Linked DNA regions of Sus scrofa: region 1 is linked to region 2. Evidence: chromatin contacts called from public HiChIP or PLAC-seq data. All regions are on one chromosome and are shown on one strand. The core of a region is the stretch at or near the end of the contact, and the rest is flanking DNA. Distances in the headings are between cores, read along the strand shown. Region 1 holds the start of BAZ2A (bromodomain adjacent to zinc finger domain protein 2A). Region 2 holds the start of CS (citrate synthase).

Region 1 (7,420 bases), core at 3,849-6,348, 280 kb before region 2:
GGTTGCGGGTTCGATCCCTGCCCTTGCTCAGTGGGTTAACGATCCGGCGTTGCCGTGAGTCGTGGTGTAGGTCACAGACTCAGCTCGGATCCAGCATTGCTGTGGCTCTGGCGTAGGTCGGTGGCTACAGCTCCTATTGGACCCCTAGCCTGGGAACCTCCATATGCCGTGAGAGCAGCCCAAGAAATGGCAAAAAGATCAAAAAAAAAAAAAAAAAAGCCAGAGGAAAAAAAAGTTAATTTCTCTACAGTAGAGTTAAAACATAGGATGAAGAACAAAAGGAAAAAAATAAAATTCTTTCATCACAGCATGGAGGGGCCAGGTAATCTATAAGCTCATTCAGTGGCTGGATGTGGGATCACTAGGGATTGAACCCATGCCACAGTGGTGAAAGCACCAAGTCCTAACCACTAGACCACCAGGGAACTCGAGTGTACCTGGTTTGTTTTTTTGGCTGACCTGGAGCATATGGGATTCCTGGGCCAGGGATCAGATCTGAGCAGTAGCTGTGACCTAAGCTGCAACTGTGGCAACTCCAGATCCTTAACCCACTGTGCCAGGCTGGGGATTGAACCTGTGTCCCAGCTCTCTGAAGATGCCACCAATCCCGCCATTGTGCCACAGTGGAACTCTTGAATCCACCCTTTTTGAACCTGATAGAGTGACAAAATGAGAGATCAGAAAAAGGGATGGCTTAAATAGAATTACATGGCTTCCTGACTCATTTTAGGCCATCTATGTGCCAGCTGATGACTTGACTGACCCTGCTCCTGCCACCACCTTTGCGCATTTGGATGCTACCACTGTGCTATCCCGTGCTATTGCTGAGCTGGGCATTTATCCCGCTGTGGATCCTCTGGACTCTACTTCTCGAATCATGGATCCCAACATTGTTGGCAGTGAGCATTATGATGTTGCCCGTGGAGTGCAAAAGATCCTACAGGTAAGTATTGTAGGTGAGATCAGTGGCCATAAGTCGGGGAATTTGGGAACTATGTTAGGATCAGATCTTTGGTGACTTGGTGTGATTTGCTTTAGAGCAAGCAAGATGAGACCAGCAGTTCCTAATGAGTGTTAATGAAGTCTCTTAGGTTTCCAGGTACTCCATGTTTAAAATCTGATTTTCTTTAACAGCACCTAAGAGTAGGAGTGGGAGAACCAGACACTGATCTTAGCTGAGGGCCCTCCTAACCCCCAAGTAACTAATTTGTTTCAGTTAAGAAGTGAGATAAGGTGCTAAAGTGTTCATATGTGAGTATAAATTTGTATTAACCCTTAGGTTTTTGTCCAAATTAAAGGAATGTAAATGTTTACTCAGGCCTCTCATTTTCTCACAGGACTACAAATCCCTCCAAGATATCATTGCCATCCTGGGCATGGATGAACTTTCTGAGGAAGACAAGTTAACTGTGTCCCGTGCACGGAAAATACAGCGTTTCCTGTCTCAGCCATTCCAGGTTGCTGAGGTCTTTACAGGTCACTTGGGGAAGTTGGTACCCCTGAAGGAGACCATCAAAGGATTCCAGCAGATTTTGGCAGGTGAGATCTCAAGTATAAAATGGCAGAGAAGCTGAAATCCCTTGAATACTTGCTATGTATGTCATGTTCCCATTTAAGGAATCAGCAAGTAATATATAAGTATACTGTGCCTAGTATAATTTTTATGCAAAAAGTTATTTCCCATCAATTTTTGGAAGTACTTGATTTCTGAGAGTGAGACTGAGAGCTTTCAGTGCTAACTATTCTAAGTGAATTACAACATCATCATAAGGAAGGCACAGAGTTCCTGTCATGGCTCAGTGGTTAACGAACCTGACTAGTATCCATGAGCACATGGGTTCAATTCCTAGCCTCTCTCAGTGGGTTAAGGATCCAGTGTTGCTGTGAGCTGTGGTGTAGGCCAGCGGCTACAGCTCCGATTCGACTCCTAGCCTGGGAACCTCCATATGCCTCAGGTGCCACCCTAAAAAGACCAAAAAAAACCCAAAGGTATTATTCTGTTTTACAAACCAGGAAACTTATCACAAAGCCAAAACCCAATGTCATACAGCCAAAGTGGAGAGCAAGAATTTGAACGTGAATTTATGTGACTCTGGAATACTGTTTTTTTGTGGGGTTTTTTTTTTGGTCTTTTGTCTTTTCAGGGCCGCACCCACAGCATATGGAGGTTCCCAGACTGTGGGTTGAATCGGAGCTGTAGCTTCTGTGCCACAGCCACAGCAATGCTGGATCCAAGCCACTTCTGCGACCTACACCACAGCTCACGGCGATGCCAGATCCTTAACCCCCTGAGCGAGGTCAGGGATCAAACCCACAACACCTCATAGTTCCTAGTCGGATTTGTTTCTGATGTGCCATGGAGGCAACCCCTGGACAACTTGTTCTTAATCTATACTGTAGTTATGTCTTGTGAATTGGGTTTGTGAGGGAAGTTTGTTAAGAAAAGAATTCTTTTTTCTTTTCTTTTCTTTTTTTTTTTTTTTTTTTTTTTTTTTTTTTTTTTTTTTTTTTTTAGGGCTACACCCACAGCACATAGAGGTTCCTAGGCTAGGGGTCTAATCAAAGTTATCGCTGCCAGCCTACACTAGAGTCATAGCAATGCCAAATCAGAGCTGCATCTGTGACCTACATCACAGCTCACGGCAGTACTGAATCCTTAACCCGCTGAGCGAGGTCAGGGATCGAACCCACAGCCTCGTGGTTCCTAGTTGGAATTGTTTCCACCATGCCACAACGGGAACTCCCAGAAAAGATTTCTAATTGGGAGTTCCCTTTGTGGCTCATGGTTATGAACCTGTATCCATGAGGATGGGGGTTCTATCCCTGGCCTCACTCAGTGGGTTAAGGGATCCGGTGTTGGCATGAGCTGTGGTGTATGTCGAAGACTCTGCTCAGATAATCCATTGCTGTGGTTGTGGTGTACGCTGGCAGTTGCAGCTCTGATTAAACCCCTAGCCTGGGAACTTCATGTGCTGCACATGTAGCCATAAAAAGCAAAGTAAAAGATTTTTAAGATGATATGATTTCATATTCTGAATAATGGCGTCAAGTGGTGAGGTACCCACTGCAGAAAATTGATATTCTTCCACTTCTCACCAGTTGGCATTTTTTTCCATATAGGTGAATATGACCATCTCCCAGAACAGGCTTTCTATATGGTGGGACCCATTGAAGAAGCTGTGGCAAAAGCTGATAAACTGGCTGAAGAGCACTCATGAGGGAGTCCTTTTGGCAAACTAAGTACTCATCCTCTTTGTGGCCCTCTCTTGCCCCTCATCCAAAATGCAGTTTTCCCTGTAGGCCATGAGAGCCTTGATTGAAGACATTGTATTCTGTCTGAAGAGTATTTAAGGTTTCCAATAAAATGTACATCCCTCATCATCTGTCTGTTGTTCTTGGTCCTAAAAACAAAGCCAACACTGAGGTTTTTAGCAATTTTAGAATAGTCACAAGAAACAGCATGAAATGGGCCATATACGTTTGAAATGGGGTCATCAAAAAAAGAAAAGCTGCTAGTTCGGATTAATAAACTAGCATGAGTCTTGTGAGGAGTTTCCTGTGGATGATGTGATCTTACTAGTAGGGTCTCAACTTTGGCCTTTTATGTTGTTCATGGCAAATCAATTTTTTGGCTCTTCAGTATTCTATTTAGCACCTTATTTGATTAAAAAAGCAAAAGGGGACATCCTGCTGTGGTGGCATCTCTGGAACCTTGGGATGCAGGTTTGATCCTAGCCCAGCACAGTGGGTTAAAGAATCCTGTGTTGCTACAGCTGAGACTAGCTCAGATCTGATCCCTGGCCCAAAACTCTATGCTAAATAAAAAGGTTTTTTTCAGAAAAGCACACTGGGAAAAGTGGGTTGGGTGGTTTAAAAATAAGTGCTACTCTAAGAGAAGTAAGGGGTTAATCAGTGTTTTGAAGGATTAATACTGATCTGTGCAAAATTTGAGTCAACCCACCACCGCCCCACCATTGCCACGGTTTTGTTTTTTTTCATCATGTATTTTGGGCAAGACTTGTATGTGGTTCCTTGAGGCAGTGCAGGGTTTAAAGTGCCATTAGCCCTATTCTAAGATCCCTAAAAATTGAAATCTGTTACAGAGGAATAGTAATTTGCAGGGTTGCTGGGCTTGGGGTTTCTCAGCTAAATAGTGGAATTAGACAATTGCCCCTTCACTTTAGCCAACCGAAAGGTGCAGGATTATAAGAATTACTCAAAGGCACACCCAGTTTCAAACAAGTACTAGGTCGGATTTGGTGCTCCTGAAATATTTTCTGGGCCCAGACCCATATCCTGCCCTCTGGTGGTAGGGCTAGAGGCTCTGCACAAACTCTCATCTCACCATTTTGAAATCCTTGAAGGCCATTTGCAGGGATGTGGTTCTTAGCTAATGACTGTTTACAAACCGGCTGGGGCTTTTGTCCTGAGGAGGAGCCTGAATCTATAAGCTCCACCCTGAGGCATTCAAGTTGATTAGGAGCCGGGTAGGACAAACATCCCAATTCAGAGGCCCCCGGGGGCTGAAGGTTGGGGAGGGGCCTTGGGAGAGGAGCCAGGGGTGGAGTAGGGGCCTCTATAAGTTTCCTCCCATCTGCCTATGACGTCCTTGGCACCAGTCTCTTCTGTGTCGTGATCTGGACGGAAGGTGGAGCCCCTGAGCTGCCTGTGCCTGGTAGTTTGCTCCCAGAAAATCCTGAATTTGGGGAAATGCTGAGTTATGGGGTGGGGGCACACATCCTCTGGGTCAAGACTGAAGTGGGGTAAGAAGCTGGTGCAGGAGCCCCCAGGGCCGGCCCTTTTTGCTCCACTTTCCCTTGTTATCCAGATGCAGACCTGGGAACTACGACCCTAAAGGTCATTTCTATCCCTCCACCCCCACATTTACATCTCTCAGCATTCATCCAGAAACTTCTTCCTCTCACTACCTGCAACTGTTTATTTCCTTCCTCCTTCATCGGTCTCTTCTTGTAGCATGCCACTGGAGTGTCAACACAGATCTAACCTTCCTCCATATTTCTCCTGGTTCTGCCCCGTCCTCACCGCCTCCTCCCTCTCCACCCAGAGAAAGCCCCGCCCTTCCCTCCTCCCTCCCCACCCCAGTCTGTCACACAGGGACATCACCCTACAGCAGTTCAGGCTGTGGTTCGCAGGAAGCATACATTGGCTTTTTGATTCGTGCTGGTTCCCAGCTCACAGTTTGGGAGGATCTAACACCAGCCTTCACGTGAAGGGGGAATCAAGGACGGTGAGGAGCTAGGTGGTCCCAGCCCTGAAGCCCAGCCAGCCTGACATGGGTAAGTATGAAGACCGGCCCCCCTCGGGGAAGGCCTGAGGGATGCCTACCTCCCTCCCTGGCTGACTCAGCAGGGGTGGGGCCTAACCTTTGCTCTTTTGAGGGGTGAAGGAGGAGACGCCAGACTATAGGGGCACAGGGCTCAGCTGATGAGGCTGCCGACCACGAACGTTGGAAAGCTCCAGCTCCAGGGAAGAACCTGAGACTGCACCTTAGGTGGGGGCTTTCCCACCTCACCCCCATTTCCCCAGCTCCTTGAGCCTCCCACTATTTTACACTCACTGCTGCTCCCCCCTAAAAAAAGTAAAGCCTACTTTTGGTCTCATTGGAAGATTTTTTAAAGGTGTATCTTCCCCCATTTTCTCCTGGGCTTTTTAAGTCCCTGTCTTCTTTCCTCCCCCACCCTGACCCACCACCAGGTGGGGGCTGCACTGAGCAGCTGCTTCCTGTTGCCCCAGAGGTTGCTGCAAGGGTGGTGGTGGTTGGGGGAAAGCTGAACTAGAATTCAGAAAGCACAATTCTCACAGTTCTACATCAGCCTCACTAGGGCTGCTGTTGGCGGTCCCCCTTGCTCCAGTCACTGAGAAGACTCAGAGAGGGAGGACTGACATTGAAAGGCCTAGGAGGCCTAGGAGGTCTTTGCTCTCGTGGCTTCCTGATTCCAGAGACTTTTAAACTTGGGCCGAGCTTGAGGAAAGAGGCTGTGTCTTTCCACCGCTGAAGAGATTGGGTCGGTGAGGAGCTGAAACAGGGAACCTGTGCACCTGGTAGGGCCGCTGTTACCCCCAGCAGGCTCGGCCTCGAGTTCCCTCTTTGGCACCTTCACTCCTCGGGAGTCCTTGTGACTCTCACTGTCTTTCATGCCCTCCTTTGTGAAGAGATCTTTGCCAGTGCCCCCGGAGCGCAGGCGGAGCTCTCCCAAGTCCTCCAGTTCGGACCCACCACCCTCCCCCACTTCACCACCCAAGTTTCTGTCTCTTCTTCCTGGGATCTGTTCTCTTCCTCCATCTGGGATCCTTCCTGGTTCTGGCCCCTAGGAGACGCCACCAGCGTCCCCTCCCCCAGAGGATTCTTCGCGACAGCCCTATCGGAGCGTTCGTCCTTACCCCAGTAGCTCCTGCCCCTTTAAGTGCTCCCCCCCCACCTCCCGCTCCGCCGCGGCCGGCCCAGGGCTGGGGGAGGAGGCGCCGCCGCCGCCCGGCTCGGCCACCTGCGCCGCCGCCGCCGCCGCCGCCGCCCGGCCCTGCTCCAGGTGAGGCCTGGCACCTACGACCGGTCCTGGAGTCCCTGGGCGGGCCGCCCCTGCGGTCCCCTTCCCCGGGATCCCCGCTGCCCTGGACGCAGGATCTGACCCTCCCCCTGCGGGAGCTGCCCTTCCTCTCTCCCCCGCACTATCTACTCACCCATTTCTCTCCTGTCCTCTGCGACCGGAATCCGGAGGCTTCTCACGCCTCTCGGCCAATCTCTCCAGGGTACCCCTCCTACTCTGGACCTAGGATCTCCCCCTCCCCCGCGTCTTCCTCGCCAGAAAAATCTCCCGCGGTCTGGGTTTCTCCTCCTCCCTCTGGAACCATCGCTTTCCCACGCCATCCTAACCTCCAATGGGAGGGGGAATAACCGCCACCCTAACTCCTTTCCGTCCCTGTATTAAAGGAGGGGGGTGGGGGGGTTATAGAGTGGAGTCACTTTCAGGCCCGGCTCCGCTGAGCCCTTCAAGTTCAACTAACTCCCATCTGAAGCTTTTCTGTAGCCCTCATCCCACCCCATCTTTAGGACTTTAGGGGTGCCCGACCGCAGCACCCCGTCAAATAGCTCAGGTGGGAAAGGCTCTCTTGGACTTGGGGCAGGCCTGCCCAACCTAGGAATGTTCCTGCCCCAGAGTCAGAGAATGGAGGTGGGGTTGCACCCAGAATCTTGTGATTCTGGGCTTAAGGGGCTTTTGGGGGATACTGGGTTAGGGGCTAGGGCTAAGTCTCTAAGGGTGTTGGGGTGGTGGGCGAAGGCCTGGGAAACCCAGCCTTCTTTATTCAGTTGCAAAAGGAGTCCTAAGGAAATTAGGGTTTTCACTGTCCTCTCCTTGAGACCACCATGGAGGATATGAAAGGAGACTGCTGCATGGGGAAG
Region 2 (7,371 bases), core at 1,204-3,703:
AGTCCTCATGACACAGGCTTCAGGACACTGTAAACATTATGGTTCCCCACCCTTCCTCCAAATGCCAGCGCTCCAAACTAAGTTACCCTTATGGTCACTCAATAATTATCCCTTTGGTAGCCTCATCCTGAGAATGCCTCCTGTTCTCTTGGAGCACTGGCGTTCAGTCCTCTAGTATGCTGGCTAGTCTCTGTGGATAATTAACCAGAGAGAAGAAACCAGGTCAGACTCTTCCAGAGTTAGGAGGAAAACTTCTGTGAGATGCTAAATTGGGAGCAGATATTGATCAGTGGAGCTTTGAAGTCACCGAATTGATAGCTGAGGTCAGTCCTCTGAGGCACTGCTGGGCTCTTCTTTATGAAGTTCTTTGCTAAGACCTACCTCACCTCCAAGCCAGAGGTGCATTGGTTGGTAGGTGTAACGCTGAGTACCAGGAAACTTGGGAAGAGAAAATGGCATTCTTTCTCTTTTTTCCAAGTCCAAGCTATAAACGAGGTTCTTTATAAACTGGGTCTATCTAAACCTGGCTTAGATGGTACTGAGACCTCTGAACTTTGATACTGCTGTGTGAGGAGATAAAAGAACTGTTCACTTGGGGCTGGGGTTTGTAGATAAAGTGCCTTAGTCCTTGGGTCAGTTCCCCCCTGCCCTCAGGTCAATGACAATGAAAGGCCTGGGGAGGTAGAAAGGTCCTAAGTTCTTGTCTACCGAGAGGAATTAGTTAAGAATGATATGAAAGCAGTTTCCATCGTGGCGCAGTGGAAAAGAATCTGACTAGAAACCATGAAGTTGTGGATTCAATCCCTAGCCTTGCTCAGTGGATTAAGGATCTGGCATTGCCCTGAACTGTGGTATAGGTCACATATGTGGCTGGGATCCCGTGTCATGTGGCTGTGGCATAGGCTGGCGGCTCTAGCTTTGATTCAACCACAGACCTGGAAACCTCCGTATGCCTCGGGTGTAGCTCTAAAAAGCAGAGGAAGAAAAAGATAATGAAAGGTCATTTTAGTGCTATGGTTCATTTATAACGGTCTCTGGGGAGCATGATAAAAAGTGTATAGAAGACAGCCAAATAGGTGTAAAGGTCCGGAGGTCCTATGGGAGTGACAGCAGTGATGTGACAAAAAGGGAGGTGATGAAGTTCCATTGTGGCACAGCAGAATAAAGATCCAGTTTGTCACTGCTGTGGCACGTGTTCATCCCTGGCCCAGGAAATCAGGCTGCAGGCCTTGGCCAAAGGGGGGGGGGTGAGGTGATTTTTGTTGCGGGTTGGTTTTTGACGCCTCAACTTTTTTTTTTATAGTCACACCTGTGGGTTATGGAAGTTCCTGGGCTAGGGGTGGAATCAGAACTGCAGCTGCTGGCCACAGCAATGTTGGATCTGAGCTTCTCTCATCTGTGAACTTCCCCACAGCTTGAGGCAGTGCCAGATCCTTAACCCACTGAGCGAGCCGGGGATAAACCTGCATCCTCATGGACACTATGTCAGGTTCTTAACCCACTGAGCTACAGTGGGAACTCCAAGCTCATCTTTCAGCTAGATAGATGTGGGGTGGACTGGCTGTGTGGGGTTATGTGACTGGAGTGGCACTGAAACTAATGATCTGTACCCAGAGGGCCTGACCTGCACCGGAAGCCTTCATATTAAGGGGGCCTAGTAAGATTTGGATTTCTTGGCACTAGACACAAAACTGAGAGTCCGCAAAAACCACTGGATATTCAGGGACCTACCTCAGCTTTCCTTCTCCACATTCTGGGGTCTGTTGGTATCTACAATGCCATGGCTTCCGCTTGCCTCAAATGACCTCCACCAAGTAGCTAACTCTAACATCACTGCCTCTGTCCACATTGTATCACCTCTATGGCCATTAAGTCATTGACCAAAGACACTGTTCAAGATAGCATGCCAAAGAAGTAGGACCACTTGCATTGATAGTGTATTAAGGGGTTGACTTCCGAGGACCTTTAAAAATCGAAGTCCTTAGCGCTTTTTCACTAAAAGCCATCTCAGAATTAACCCCAACTGTGGATAAGGGTTAAGGAGAAAGCCTAAGAAGGAAGTTAACTGGGGTCTCAGGCACATACTTAGCCACCTATACGCTTCCCCCCGCCCTTACACCCTTAATTAGCCTACCTCGGACGGTCCAATCCTCCCCATCACAACTGCTGTCAACGGCTTAGGGCCCGCCCCCCACGCAGGCCGGACCAATGGCCGAGCCCGGAGCAAGCCCTTGAGAGGGGGCGGGAGCGGGTTCCGGGCGGTAGGCGGGGCTTCCTTGAGGACCCCGGGCTGGGCGCCGCCGCCGGCTCGTCTACCCTTTCCCTCAGCAGCCTCCTTTCAACCTTGTCCCCCCCCCAAGCCAGCGCGGCTTCTGGGGCAGCGGCGGCGGCAGCTCCCGTTCCTGCCGCATTTCTCTTCCCTCCTTCCCTCCCCGCCAGATCTCCGAATTCGCCTGCCATGGCCTTACTCACTGCGGCCGCCCGGCTCTTCGGAGCCAAGGTGAGTAACTAAGGGAGGGAGCGCGCCGTCCTGGGGTGGGGCTGAGGAGACTGCAGGCCCTCAAGCTCCGGGGTCTCCCTCCCCTACCCAGACGCACTCCAGCGCGTCTTAAAGGCACCCTGCGCTTGGCTGGCCGCCAGCCCTGCCTGGAGCTCCCAGGGCCATGTGCTTCGCTGGCCTTCCGGCCCCTGGGGTGAAAGGAGTGCTACTCGCCCGGCTTGCGGTCTTGGGTGGGTGGGGAGGCCGGACCCTACTGTCACCTCGCATGTCTGGAGCGGCGGGGTCGGGGGTGCGGGCGGATGCTTGGCCTTGGAAAAAGGAGCCGCTAATGCAGAACATAGGTGTTGTGTTCCATTGGAGTTAGGAAAAGAGCCTGTTTGGAGGAGGGGGCGGGGTAAGACAAGTGGCCGCGGTAAGACAAGCGGCAGGGGTGAGCAAGTGTGCTCACTCTATCCCTGGACCAAAGCTGGAGCAGTAGCTAATTTCGGCTTCTGCTTTGTAGAAAGGGCCTTGTCAGTTTCTGAACTGCCTGCTTGCATTTTTCCACCCAGTTACTTTAGTGATCAAGCCGTAGCAGTCCTTGCTAGAGGAATGCGACCCTGGGTCCTCTTTGTCCTTGGAACTCTTGTACTTTTTATGTAGGAGGAGCTTGGGTGGGTGGAGCGCCTGTGTAAAACCTTCTTCATGATTATCACATATGATTGGAGAAAGAACCGGAAAAGTTATTTGCCCAAACTGCAGGCTAAGTGAAGATCCAGGGCAGAAGATAGTAATTCCAAGGTTACATGACTGGTCCTCCTACTTACTCACTCAGGTTTTGTTATTAGTTCGCTCTACCTAGGAGAGGTTCTTCTTATTCTGTGGGGTCTTTTACTTGACTTTTGCTACCCCTGGGACCATAGGAGTATTGTTGCAGGTAATGGTGCTTTCAATTTCATATTGCCAAAATTACTTTTGTCGCTGGGTAACTTGACCCTTTAAACAGAGAAACTGCTGTGCTGAGGGGAGTCCCAGCCTTCTAATCCAAGGAGGGACAGTTCCACAAGTGACCTTGACTCCTGCAAAGAACTTATACTTTCTCTTTTGCAGACAGATTAAAGCTGCCAGCACCTGAAGGGAAGGAAAGGAAAACTTTAGAATGGTGTTGGCTTACTGTGTGTTATCTTGCATGGCTGGCAGACAAGGTGAGGCCTATAGGATTTACACTGGGGTTCTTTCAGGCACTCAGCAGCAGAGTGGAGGCTGATCATTTGGGAGATACATGTCTTATTTGACAGTAGTTCTCCCACTGCCAGAGAACAGGGTAAGGAAGCCTCTTGGGAAATGAAGCAAGTTCTAGATAGTGTTTTGGCAGAATACAGGACACTATAATTAGCTCATTCCAGAGCTGCTAACCCAGACCAGATTGTCTAACCCTAGGGTGAGTTTGAAAAAGCTTTTAGAATTTAGATTTGAATTTATTTTGTCTCCTAAGCCTCTGGAGAAACTCCGAAAGCTTTTGGGTTGACCAGGTTACCTAATTATAGTGTCATTATTGTTTTGTTTACTTTCCTGTTAAAGATGCACCTAAGGATTCCAGAAACCTGTATATTGGAAGCCACTAGAAGGCTTTTGACCCTTAAAATTAACAAAGCCCAATAGTCTGAGGAGTGGAAATTTCCTGAGATCTAAGCAGTATAGCCAGGATATCAAAAAGCCTTTCACTTTGTCAGCATTGCCAGCTCCTGCCTGAGCTTTGCAGATTATCCTGTGGCTTAATTGGTACTCAGTTTTACTTTTGCTATTAAGGTAGGCTTTAGAAGGCAAAAATAGTCTTTTAACCCCAGAAAACTGACCTCTGCCCACTTTAATTCTCAGGGTTAGGTGTGGTTTCACTTTTTCTGAGAAATTTTTTTAATCTCACTAGCAGACGCAAATGCCAGTCATTGTTTTGTCATTCCACCCTACCCCCGTCAGGTAATTTAATCAACATTTGAGTTGGAGAGACCACCTCTTCAGAGCCTTAAATTATTTGACTTCTTGTTTATTTGAATGAATTTCTACCAGGCAGTGGCTTTAGAATTACATGTGGGTGTCTTAGCTTTGTGCTGTAAATACTGTCTTTTCATAGGTGATTTAGGTTGGGAATTAGAGTAGGGCCATCAGTTAACTTCTGGATTCTTTTTATTTATTTATTTATTTTTTTTTTGTCTTTTTGCCTTTTCTAGGGCCACTCCTGCAGCATATGGAGGTTCCCAGGCTAGGGGTCAAATTAGAGCTACAGCTGCCGGTCTACACCAGAGCCACAGCAACTCCGGATCCGAGCCGCATCTTCGACCTACACCACAGCTCACAACAATGCCGGATCCTTAACCCACTGAGCAAGGGCAGGGATCGAACCCGCAACCTCATGGTTCCTAGTTGGATTCGTTAACCACTGCACCACGACGGGAACTCCAACTTTTGGAGTCTTAATGCCAGAGTGACTTTACCAACCTTAGTTGCTGCTTGTACCATTGAGATTTGTTCCTCTGAGCTAGGATGTTTGGTAACTGAGTAAATCAATCCAAAAGTGTTTTTAGATTATTTCTAGACTTTTTCATGACATTTAAATTGATACTCATGATTCCTTTACAGTAGACCTACACCACTGCTGAACACCTCTTACATAAATCCTAGTCTGAAATTGGGTTCAACAAAACTGAGTCATGGAATTTCTGTTGTGGTACAGCGGAAACAAATCCAACTATGAACCATGAGGTTGCAGGTTCAATCCCTGGCCTCACTCAGTGAGTTAAGGATCCAATGTTGCCGTGAGCTGTGGTGTAGGTCACAGACACAGCTCAGTTCTCGTGTTGCTGTGGTTGTGGTGTAGGCCGGCATCTGTAGGTCTGATTAGACCCCTAGCCTGGGAACCTCCAAATACCGTGGGGTGCAGCCCTACAAAGACAAAAACAAAACAACAACAACAACAAAAAAAACTGAGTCAGTTTTGTCCTGTGAAATGTTAGGCTTAGAGCCCCAAACTTTTAAGAGCAAGCAATCAAATCATTCATCTTTTTCAAGCACTTGCCTTCACTTTATCAGCCTACCCAAAGTAATGGCGATTTCTTGATGCCTACTAGATGGACCAAAGATGAAAAGTGGAGAATAAAGCCTCATCATGTGCTTTATAGTGTTGGTATGATTGCATTTGTTCTTCCTAGTGGTCTTTAGATTGGTAGCAGGTGAATGCATGGGTGTGGGGAGGCATCGAGGTGAGTAGTGGTGAAATAGATAATCAGAGGAGGGAAGGCTGGCATTCCTCATTCTGAAATCCAGGTGGGCAGAAGGCAGGAAAGCAGACTTGGTGGATTTCCCTAAAGCCACAGAGTAATTCCTTCTGCCCTGTTTTCAGTGCCTTATGTGAAAGAGTTGAGTAGGATTTGAGTGAAATTTAAAACAGTAGTGAGGCAACTTTAGCAGTAGATCTTAGGATCTCTTTCAGTTCTTCCCTCAACTACCCTAACTGCTATATTTCTTTTAACATCTTATCCTTTAAAAAGGTCTGTAAGTTCACAGTGGGCATCACCACTTGGGGTGCTTGTTAACGTTGCACATTTGCAAATCCTCCTTCAAATTTTGATTCAGTGAAGGTGGGATGAGATCTGGAACTTGTATTTTTTCAGGTGCCTCTGTTGGCTGAGATGTTTGGTGATCCCCGACTCTTGAGCCAGTAAACCAACATTCAGTCCTTTTGACAACTATATTTAATGTATATGAAACTTTGAGTGTTGGAGCCCTTTTTTTAAATTTTTAAAAAAATTATGGAGTTCCTATCGTGGCACAGTGGAAATGAATCCGACTAGGAACCATGAGGTGGTGGGTTCAATCCTGGCCTTGCTCAGTGGGTTAAGGATCTGGCATGGCTGTGGCGTAGTCTGGCAACTACAGCTCCGATTAGACCACTAGCCTTGGAACCTCCATATGCCACACGTGCAGCCCTAAAAGACAAAAGACCAAAAAAATAATAATAAAAAATAAAATTATAGTTGATTTACAGTGTTGTGCCAATTTCTGCTAACAGCGAAGTGACCCAGTCATATATACATATACATTCTTTGCATATTCCATCATGTTCCATCCATTACTGTGGGGGTTTTTTTTGTTTGTTTGTTTGTTTTTGGCCTTTTGTCTTTTCAGGGCTGCACGTGCGGCATATGGAGGTTCCAAGGCTAGGGGTCTAATCAGAGCTGTAGCTTCTGGCCTACACCACAGCTCACCACCGCCAGGTCCTTAACCCACTGATCGAGGCCAGGGATTGAACCCAACACCTCATGTTTCCTAATCGGATTCGTTTCTGCTGCACCACAACAGGAACTCCCATTACTGGTTATTTTTATTATTATCTTTTTTTTTTTTTTTTTTTTTTTTTTTTTGGTCTTTGCTAGGGCTACACTTGTGGCATATGGAGGTTCCCAGGCTAGGGATAGAATCAGAGCTACAGCTGCTGGCCTATGCCAGAGCCACACAGCAACACAGGATCTGAGCCAAGTCTGCAACCTACACCACAGCTCACGGCAATGCCAGATCCGTTAACCCACTGAGCAAGGCCAGGGATCAAACCCGAAACCTCATGGTTCCTAGTCAGATTTGTTAACCACTGAGCCACGATGGGAACTCCTACTGGTTAATTTTTTTTTTTTTTTTTTTTTTTTTTTTTTGTCTTTTGTCTTTTTGTCTGTTGTTGTTGTTGTTGTTGTTGTTGCTATCTCTTGGGCCGCTCCCGCGGCATATGGAGGTTCCCAGGCTAGGGGTTGAATCGGAGCTGTAGCCACCGGCCTACGCCAGAGCCACAGCAACGCGGGATCCGAGCCGCGTCTGCAACCTACACCACAGGTCACGGCAACACC

What was found. HiChIP or PLAC-seq counts read pairs in DNA pulled down with a chosen protein or histone mark.
Region 1: an H3K27ac HiChIP or PLAC-seq map of alveolar macrophages shows a contact between it and region 2. The contact joins the promoter of BAZ2A here to the promoter of CS in region 2. A contact is called at or near these places in 1 of 5 promoter capture datasets (fetal liver) and 2 of 2 datasets of contacts at active chromatin or transcription factors (alveolar macrophages and skeletal muscle).

What each region holds. Positions count from the first base shown.
Region 1 is chr5:21,980,711-21,988,130 of Sscrofa11.1, reverse strand. It overlaps BAZ2A (bromodomain adjacent to zinc finger domain protein 2A), which reads left to right and starts at 5,098. Exons shown (of 29, transcript XM_001927752.7): 1 at 5,098-5,297. The coding sequence starts at 5,294. It overlaps ATP5B (ATP synthase subunit beta, mitochondrial), which reads left to right. Exons shown (of 10, transcript XM_001929410.5): 8 at 731-943; 9 at 1,338-1,539; 10 at 3,121-3,381. The coding sequence ends at 3,218.
Region 2 is chr5:21,695,645-21,703,015 of Sscrofa11.1, reverse strand. It overlaps CS (citrate synthase), which reads left to right and starts at 2,453. Exons shown (of 11, transcript NM_214276.1): 1 at 2,453-2,500. The coding sequence starts at 2,459.